2 separate regions of the Hordeum vulgare genome follow, and region 1 is linked to region 2. The links are chromatin contacts, called in public Hi-C maps. All regions are on one chromosome and are shown on one strand. Each heading gives the region's core, a stretch centred on a gene start, on an enhancer-like site or on the middle of the called end of the contact. The rest is flanking DNA. Distances are from core to core; before and after follow the strand shown. Region 1 holds the start of LOC123412308 (protein SAWADEE HOMEODOMAIN HOMOLOG 2-like). Region 2 holds the start of LOC123407279 (formate dehydrogenase, mitochondrial).

Region 1 (4,696 bases), core at 1,373-3,872, 640 kb after region 2:
GGGGGATGCCGCACCACCTAGGGTGGGAACCCTAGGGGTGGCACCCCCCCTCCTCCTATATATACCTAGGGTTTTGGGGCTGTTTTGCACACCGTTTCTTCCCTCCCTCGGCGCAGCCCTGCTCCCCTCCTTCCTCCTCCTCCCACGGTGCTTGGCAAAGCCCTGCCGGGAGACCTCGTCTCTCCATCGATACCACGCCATCGTGCTGTCGGAGATCTTCCCCAACCTCTCCCTCCTCCTTGCTGGACGAAGGTGCGGGAGACGTCACCGGGCTGCACGTGTGTTGAACGCGGAGGTGCCGTGGTTCGGCACTAGATCGGAATCACACCGCGATCTGAATCGCCGCGAGTACGACTCCATCAACCGCGTTCTAGCAACGCTTCCGCTCAGAGATCTTCAAAGGTATGAAGATGCACTCACCCCTCTCTCGTTGTTGGTCTCTCCATAGGAAGATCTGAATATGGCGTAGGAAAATTTTGAATTTATGCTACGTTACCCAACAGAGAGCGCCCGTCAGGAGGGGGCCAACGTGCATCTTCCAGGGCACCAGCGGCCATGATACCTCTGAGTGCCACGAGCTCCGACTGGTCCGTGCCGAGCACTTCAGCAGGCGCCCCCGGTGGGGAGACAGAGGCCCCACGCACGGCCGTGGTCGCAGTGGAGGCCGCTGGGATGATCGAGAACCACGTCAGGGGTGGCATGAATAGCCTCATGAAGACCGTTGGCGCGGCCAACCTCAGGAGGACCGCTGGCGCGACCGGGCTCGGGACGACCGCTGGCGCGACGACCTTCAGGAGGTACAACGACGCAGTTAGCCTCGTGAGGCTCGCCCTCATGAGGCTGGGCTGCCGCCGCTGCCTCCGCCACCCAGAAGGAGGGATGAAGACATGAAGAATGATGGGCCTGGGGGCTTCTAGGAGGTCAGGGCGGTGGCCTCCATCTTGGGCGGCGCCCAGACCCCGGCCTCGAACCGCGCCTTCAAGTAGTTCGCCTGGGAGGTGAATGCCACTCTCCCGAAGCCCGAAGCAATGCGCCCCTCAACTGGTCCCAGACCACCATCACCTTCGACCCAAGTGATCAGCTCAGGTGCTCATTCATGGCCGGCAAGCTCCCCATAATGTGCACCTTGACCATCAGCAACGTCCTCGTCACCAAGACCCTTATCGACAGTGGAGCGGGGCTCAACGTCCTCTCGGTCGAGACCTTCGAGACACTCCAGCTATCGTACGAACAGCTCATGCCGACCAAGCCCTTCTCAGGAGTCATGGATGGGTCCACCGTGCCCATCGGGCAGGTGCGTCAGCCAGTCACCTTCGGCGAGCGCAAGAACTACCACACTGAGATCATCGTCTTCGACGTCGTGCACCTCCACCTGTCGTACAACGTGATCCTTGGGTGCCCGGCTCTCGCCAAGTTCATGGCAGTGACCCACCATGGCTACAACGTCCTCAAGATGTCAGGGAGCAGCGGCGTCATCACCATCGCCTGCGACGAGAAGATGTCGTCTGCACACTCGAGCACGCCTACCGCGCCGCGGCGGCGGAATGCTCGGATGACGAAGAAGACGAGCCACCTCGTGAGGACCCATGCAAGAAGAAGCAACAGCTCCTCGGCGGAACGATTGGATGGTTAGAATGACAGTGGTATCTCAGTCCATCAAGGTTTAAGTCCTGGTGCTCGCATTATTCCTGAATTTATTTCAGGATTTTCGACGATGTGCATTCAGTGGGAGAAAACGTTTCCGTCGACAGCGAGACGTCTACGATGACTTCATAAATCTCAAGATGATATGTCCGCTCACTATCTTTAAGATGCTCACATGGATAGAATGTATGTGTACGTTTATAAGAGTGAGTGTTAGAGAAAAAGTTTACATATGTGTAGGTGTAGCATTTTTGAGTCACGAGACTCATGACCCCATGTACGTCGTGTGACAAGCAATCAAGCAACAAAAGCAGGCAACTCTAAATAAAGGCACTATCTACACCGGCGCGCCGGGCAAAACTTTCGGTCGATCGCGTGCGAGCCGTCAGAACAGGCCCTGTTGAACGATCGAGTCATGCAGCAAAAACCGTCGATGATAGCAAAAATAAGCAGCGGTGTAGCAAATTTCGGCCACGGATACAGCAAAAACTTGGTTGCAGCAAAATCATCGTCGTCGTCGCGAGGTCGCAACACCGTCTTGATGGATGTAGCAAAAAAGTTCATCGGCAATAGCAAAATGCAACTACGGTTGCAGCAAAAATTCCTCATAGCCGTCGCTAGGTCGCAGGTCCACCTTGATGGATGTAGCAAAAAAGTTAGGCAGTAGTAGAAAAATGCAAGTACTGTTACAGTTTTCCTTGCTGGGCAGAGCCGATTGAAGCTTTTTCTGTCTATGGTTGAAGCTTTTTTAGATGACGGTTACAACACTTGTATACGCGCGAGCCCAATGATGAAAGCACGTGACGAAGACGACAGGCGAAGGCTGGAACCGACGGATCTGACGGCCGATGGGGACGGGCACCGGTGATGCGGACGATCGACGGGGACGGACACCGACGATGCGGGCGGCAGCGATGCAGGGACGGCAGCAGACCGGCTGTAAACGTTTCTTAAAAAAAAAAAAGCTAGGCGACAGAAGGGGGGCGTCGCGTCGGCCTCGTGACTCGGATCAGATTCCAGACCCGCAGAAAAGGGCGGCCAACACAGGCAGCGGCACACAGCACAGCAGGAGACACAGAGGCGAGATCCCGTGGAGGCTCAGCGGCCGCCTGTCTGAACCGGCAACGTACCTCTTCCCTCCCCCCTCCCCGTTCCCCGCTCCACTCCGACGATCTACCCGTCGAGTCTCCTCACCGCGCCACCCGCGGCAGCGCCGGAGGAGGAGGATGGGGCGGCCGCCGAGCAGCGGGGGCCCAGCGTTCCGGTTCACGCACGCGGAGGTGGCGGAGATGGAGGAGCACCTGCGTCACCTCAACAACGCCATCCCGCAGCGCAGCGTCATCCAGGGCCTCGCCGAGAAGTTCACCGCCTCCGCCTCCCGCACCGGCAAGATCCCCGTCCAGTACAAGCAGGTACGTACGTACTAGGTTTCCCCCTCCCCGTCCGCGGAGCTCGAATTTAGTTCCCCCCACCCTATTTCCTTCCTTGGCGATACGAGACGGGCCCGTCTTATTTTCCGATCTAAAAGTATGTTGGATTTTGTGGATCGGCGCAGGTGTGGAACTGGTTCCAGAACCGGAGGTACTCGCAGCGGGCCAGGACCCCCAGGGGCGCGCCGCCGCCGCAGGGGAAGATGCTGCCCACGGGGGCCGAGGAGCACCACCCGGCCTCCTTCAGGGCTCAGGGGTCATCCTCTTCCTACCCCGGATCCCACTCAGGTGGCTGCTTGAACGCCCATAACTCGATATTTACGTATGCTGTTCATTTCCACAGCATATAGTAATTCCCCCTGATGGTTAAGATGACAATGATGATGGTATATCGGTATTGCTTTGGTGGTGCAGAAAATTTATGCACCAGTGCTGTGCTCGTTATGTTGAGTGTAGGGGTGCCTCTGAGTGTCCAGGGCTTGTGTTTGGGTGCTGGCTGCTATAAGAACAATTTTAGTGTTCATCGTTTAGAAAACTTTAGTTTTGCAACCGACCAGCCATGAACCATGTATCATGTTGATTATGGATTATTGATATTTTCGTTACCAATCAGGAAAGAGTGCTTCGGATGGTGGCATGGCCGAGTTTGAAGCAAAGTCAGCTAGAGATGGCGCGTGGTATGCAGATATACATACTTCATCCTCTCATCTTTTGTATCTTTTCATGTCACATGTGGTCTGTTTTTGCGTATATGTTGATTTATTTTTGTGCGTGTGTGGGCTGGTTTGTGTGTCTGTTTGTGTGTGTGGTGGTGGTGGGGGTTAAGCGTTGATCCAGTTTACTTGCATAAACCTTTTAGTTTTATATGCATGACCGGTCTTTGTTGTTACAGGTATGATGTTGCTGCCTTTCTGTCCCACAGGCTCTTTGAAACGGGGGACCCGGTAATGGCCATATATTTTTTTTGTTAAATATGATTGATTTACTAAATTCATTTCTGCCATTCTTTGTTGAAGCACTTTACCAGCACTAAAACTAGAGATGATTCCGGTTCTCATCTATTTATAGTTGGTTGGTATTGTGTCCTAGATTGCCCCAACACTTATAGCTGGATCTGTGTTGGTGTCCAAACATTTTGAACACCCGTCTTATCTAACTTTGTGTTGTAGAAGTCCTGTGAGTCGGCACCGTATAACTCCATCCTGCTCAACACCCTTACAAGATGGTACTAATAAAGTACTGATCAGTTAACACAACTCCAAGAACCTTGTGTATTTGCTACTTTAGGCTGGCATGGGAAGCTGATACTAGATGGTATAACATTTACTTTTCACCATCTCTGTGTTTTGACATGTAAAACAAAATACATAGATTTAATGTTTCTTTTAAAGATTATATAGCAGTGTAGACATGTCAGAGTTTGTAAAACAAGTAAGTTAATTCATCCCCTTCAATTATCCTGAGAAGCGATCTTGAATACTGAACCACGATGCTATTTACACACTTGAATTGTAGGAACTAAAGCGAATCAGATTAGAATAGTGGTTTTCATGTCAGTTTGGTCATGTAGCGACCGAATTCAGCTGCATTGCCACCATGGACCCCTACTCACCCATTCTACC
Region 2 (5,063 bases), core at 927-3,426:
TTTGTTATTGTTAACACTAAGAAATAGTTAACTACAAATTGGCATAATGAAGTACTTGACATTACTGCATTATGTTATATTGATTTCGAAATTTTACCATATTACCCCAGGTAAATGTGAGGCATGACAGACTCAAATAAAACGATGTATTTCATAGACCCCAACAGCAAGAGTATTTTTTTTTTTTGCGAGGGCCAACAGCAAGAGTGAAAGGATGGTACCAGCAATGTGACCGCTGGAGCAAGCATCAGCAACAGCCTGGGTATCCATGATTGCGCCCCGAGCGTTATTCACAATGATTACACCTTTCTTCATCTTCGCAATCTTTTCTTTGTTGAACATGCCTCTGAAGGAAGGACCAAACAGAATTTACAGAACTGTATATTATTATAAGATAATGGAAAAGAACGAGTCTGATGAATGGAAACCTAGTTTTCTCAGTAAGAGGTGTGTTGATCACAACGACATCACACTTTGGAAGCATAGCATCCAGGTCCTCTTCAAATTTCGCCCCAATTTCTTTCTCAAGCTCTGGGTTGATCTGAAGTCTGTCATGGTAGAGCAGGTTGCAGTTGAAGGGCTTCAGGCGCTGAAGTAAGAGCCTGCCAATACGACCTGCCCCGACAGTTCCGACGGTCTTTCCCTCAAGATCATAAGCCCTATGGGCAATGCCTGCAACATTCCATTCACCTTTAACGACCTGTTGATAGCCAGGCAAGAAGTTCCTGAGCAGAATCAAGATGCGCATGAGCTCATCTTCTGCCACAGAGACGGTGTTACTTCCAGTGACCTCTGCCACAGTCAAGCCTGCAGCAGCAGCAGCTGGCAAATCAATATGGTCCGAGCCAATCCCAGCTGTGAGAAGCAGCTCGAGGTTCTTTGCCTTCTTGATCCTCTCTGCAGTAACATAGGCTGGGTGGAATGGGGTGGTTATCAGGACATGCATGTCTTCAATGTGCTTCTCCAGCTCTGGGGACAAGAACAGAAATATTTTATTCACACGTTAAGAGTCAGATAGTAATAATCAGAGATATAAAAGCATCGAAGAAGATAAGTATCATATTAATTTCATTTTACTAACACAAGTCCAAACATATAAGCTAGATTGGAATATATATAGGCATTTGAATTGATCCTGCAGCACAGCTGACATGGTGTGTATACTTCCAGTTAGTTTGGGAAATTGCTATACAAACTAGAAGAAGCAAATCTCCCCTTTCACAATTCACACGGAACAGATGAAAATTACTCTTAGCTGTCATCAGTAAAACGAAAACAGAGTAGTCTATCTGATATACTCATAGCATTACTGACTACACAGTAACCAATATAATTCAGGATTGATATATCAGTTCAGTAAAACACTGCACAGCCAAGTTCCATAGGTGTTTTGACAAGTCCTGCCAAGTTCACTACGCTTTACCGTTTTGAGATTTGTATCTGATGTATAGTACAATATATTCACAAATTGTTCACAGAGAGAAGCACATGAATTGCTTTACAGAATCGTTAACAAATACTCCCTCAGTCCCAAAATAAGTGACTTAACTTTGTACTAACTTTATACTAAACGAGTCACTTATTTTGGAACGGAGCGAGTACTAATAAATTATAGTAGGAAACTGAAAACATGAGAAAAATTGGGTATGATCCTGGGTACTGACCGCTGTTCAACCCCTCCTTGTCGTCGGTGACAATGTAGTGGTGCCCCTTGGACTCGAGCCAGTCGCGTATGCCGAGGGCACCCTCGACGCAGCCGACGAAGTTGGGGTTCTTGTCGGCGTACTCGCCGGCCTGGTAGAACACGCCGACGATCTTCTTGCTGCCTGCAGACGTCTGCGGAACGGGAAGACAGAAATCAAAACACGGCATTCTTCAGAGTCCCGCCAGCCAACCGCGGCACTTCTTCAGCAACCGAAACTTGCAGGAAGCAAACCGAGCGAAAAAAAAACTTCACGAAAAAAAGAAGGGGACGAGGCGAGGAGCGGACGGCATCCACGTACGTGCGCGGCCCTGGATCCGACCGCCCGGTCGACGAGCTGCCTCGCGGCGGCCCTCCACATCGCGGCCATGGAGACGGAGGGATCCCGGCGGAGGAAGAAGCAATCTGCCAATCACCTCACGGGGAACGGCGGACGAGGCAGGGGAAGCGATGGGAGTGATGGCACACAGAGTGAGGGCCGGACGGGACGGGTAGATAAAGCCGCCGCGCCGTCACGCCGACAGGTGGACCGCCTCGGCGCCCACGTGCACGGGCTGCCTGCGCCGCGCGGCGGTGGTGGTCCCGGACGGAAGCGTGAAGGCAACGATGACCTGTGGGCCCGGTTCTCGCTGATGCCCCACGTGTCTGTGTGTGGTGTGCATAGTGGTTTGTTTTGGCTTCTGTTCTGGTTGGAAAATGACTTGGGCCGATGAAAGTGCCAGTAGTTGTCTACTGGAAAAGCGGGCGAGAAGATGCCGTGATCAGTGCCGTGTCCGGCTAGCTAGCGGCTGGTGTGGTGAAGGATCAACGAACCGAAGCACGCTGGGAACGCACATTTCTTGCCGCCTCGGGGATTGTTTATGTGAGTCATGCGTGCATGATCTCGGAGCGGGGGAGTGCTGGTTGGGAGCATTTGCCACCAGCTCCATTTTTTTGCAAATGCGTATCCAAAAGGGACAATTACATTCCGTTTGATTTGCCCTTAAATTTAAAAAACCCTCGTTTCTATTCAAGCTCGTTTGTTCCTCTTATGTTTTTGTTCTTTGACCGTTTGACCATCATTTTAAAAACTTCATAACGAAAGCATATTAACCTAAAAAAATTCAAATAAGATATTAAAATGTTTGGAAAAACATTACATATATTTGCATGTTATTTAAATTCATGACAAAAGTGTTGAAAAGTCCCTATCTCAATTTAAGTCCATATGATATCACCAAGAATAGTAAAATTCAAAAAAAAAAGAAAACAAATTCAAAATATTCTGAATCTTTTTAATGAAAAACATTGAAAATGTGTTGAGTGATTGAAAAGTTTCATCTGGAAATGACATTCATGAAAGTCGTGGCACAAAAAACAAATTGATGCTCCAAACCAAAAGCATTTTGGAGTGTTGATTTTGTTTCTTTTTTGCCACGACTTCCACAAATTTCATTCCCGGATGAAACTTTGCAATCGCCACTAAAAAAAATCATAATTTTTTGAATTTGTTTTCAATTTTTTTTGGGTTTTACTATTTGTGATAACATCATATGAGCTCAAATTGTGATGTGGACTTTTGAGCATGTTTTTCATGGATGTAAATGACGTTCAGATGTAGGTGATGTTTTCTGAATATTTTGATATCTTGTTTGAACTTTTTTGAGTTAGTACGAATTCGTTATGAAGTTTTCAAAGTGACGGTCAAAGGGTCAAAGGGCAAAAGCATAAGTGGAGCAAACAAGCTTGGACAGAAACGAAGGTTTTTTTGAATCTAGGGGCAAATCAAACGGGTGTGACACAACTAGGGGCTCAAATGTAATTGTCCCTATCCAAAAATAAGTACCGAGGCAAGCTACAGACGTTCTCAGAGCTCAGGCACATCCGACCGTCCATCTTGATTTTTAGGCGCATGTCGTCCGTTTGATCTCATGCGTGAAAGATCATGGCCGTCGGATTAAAATTAAACGTTGGAGCAATTAATAGTGTCAAACTGGGATGCCACCACGTGTAATTCTCAAAGCCCGTCGGGGGCATTTCTAAGATTTACCTGTTTGGAAAAAATACCCAATAGTGACAAGGGTGAGACACTCCTGTGGAGAGAGCCTAGCCGCCTCCTCCCGCACTCACGCGTCCGACCCCTTCCTCTATGCCGCCTCCACCCAAACTCTAACCCTAGTTGCTCCCCACGCCACTTGTTGAATCCTTCGCCGAGCCTGCCGGATCCCCGCCATTGATAACCCATAAGTATAGGGGATCGCAACAGTTTTCGAGGGTAGATTATTCAACCCAAATTTATTGATTCGACTCAAGGGGAGCCAAAGAATATTCTCGAGTATTAGCAGCTAAGTTGTCAATTCAACCACACCTAAAAAACTTAATATCTGCAGCAAAGTATTTAGTAGCAAAGTAATATGAAAGTAACGGTAACAGTGGCAAACGTGAGAGTTGCAGTTTCATAGTGATTGTAACAATAGCAACGGAAAAGTAACTTAGCAAGGATCAATATGTGGAAAGCTCGTAGGCAATGGATCGGTGATGGATAATTATGTCGGATGGCATTCATGATGCAACAGTCATAACATAGGGTGATACAGAACTAGCTCCAATTCATCAATATAATGTAGGCATGTATTTCATATATAGTCATACATGCTTATGGAAAAGTGTTGGGGAATGTTGCATGGGAAACAAAAAAATTCCTACGCACACGAAGACCTATCATGGTGATGACCATCTACGGGAGGGAGATCGGATCCACATACCCTTGTAGATCGCTAAGAAGGAAGCGTTAAGAAACGAGTTGATGTAGTGGAACATTTTCGCGATCCAAATCGCCGCGTCCCATGATCCGTCCCGATCTAGCGTCGAACGGATGACACCTCCGCGTTCAGCACACATACAGCTCGATGAGGATCTCCGCCTTCTTGATCCAGCAAGAGAGACGAAGAGGTAGCTGAATTCTCCAACAGCACAACGGCATGGTGGTGATGATGGTGAAGCTACTCCGACAGGGCTTCGACGAGCCGTACCAATCTAGCTACGAGGTGTCACGAAGTAGTGGAGGGAGAGAGGGTTGCACAAAGGCCTGAGGTGCAAAAACCCTCTCAAACCTCCACTATATATAGGAGGAACCAAGGGGAGGGGCGACTTGCCTCTTACACCAAGGAGGAGGCTTCGGTCGACGCAAGGAGGGAGGAGTCCTCTTCCAATTCGGTTTGGTGGAGAACTCCTTCCCATCTTGTCCACCTCCTTCCTTCTCTTTTTTTCCTTTTCCTCCTTATTTTTGCCTTGGCCGAAATAGACTTATTGGGCTGGCCTCATGTGATAGCATGGCTTATTAGGGATGATAGACTACTTATATCAATAAGGAATTCCTTCT

What was found. Hi-C and Micro-C count contacts between places; a contact is called where the count stands out from the background.
Region 1: a Hi-C map of leaf shows a contact between it and region 2, with 2.8 times the contacts expected there. The contact joins the promoter of LOC123412308 here to the promoter of LOC123407279 in region 2. A contact is called at or near these places in 1 of 6 Hi-C or Micro-C datasets (leaf) and 1 of 1 datasets of contacts at active chromatin or transcription factors (embryo).

The regions. Positions count from the first base shown.
Region 1 is chr7H:154,108,252-154,112,947 of MorexV3_pseudomolecules_assembly, forward strand. It overlaps LOC123412308 (protein SAWADEE HOMEODOMAIN HOMOLOG 2-like), which reads left to right and starts at 2,623. Exons shown (of 7, transcript XM_045105263.1): 1 at 2,623-3,056; 2 at 3,200-3,362; 3 at 3,688-3,751; 4 at 3,967-4,018. The coding sequence starts at 2,871.
Region 2 is chr7H:153,463,836-153,468,898 of MorexV3_pseudomolecules_assembly, forward strand. It overlaps LOC123407279 (formate dehydrogenase, mitochondrial), which reads right to left and starts at 2,177. Exons shown (of 6, transcript XM_045100381.1): 1 at 2,004-2,177; 2 at 1,665-1,836; 3 at 429-969; 4 at 222-346. The coding sequence starts at 2,072.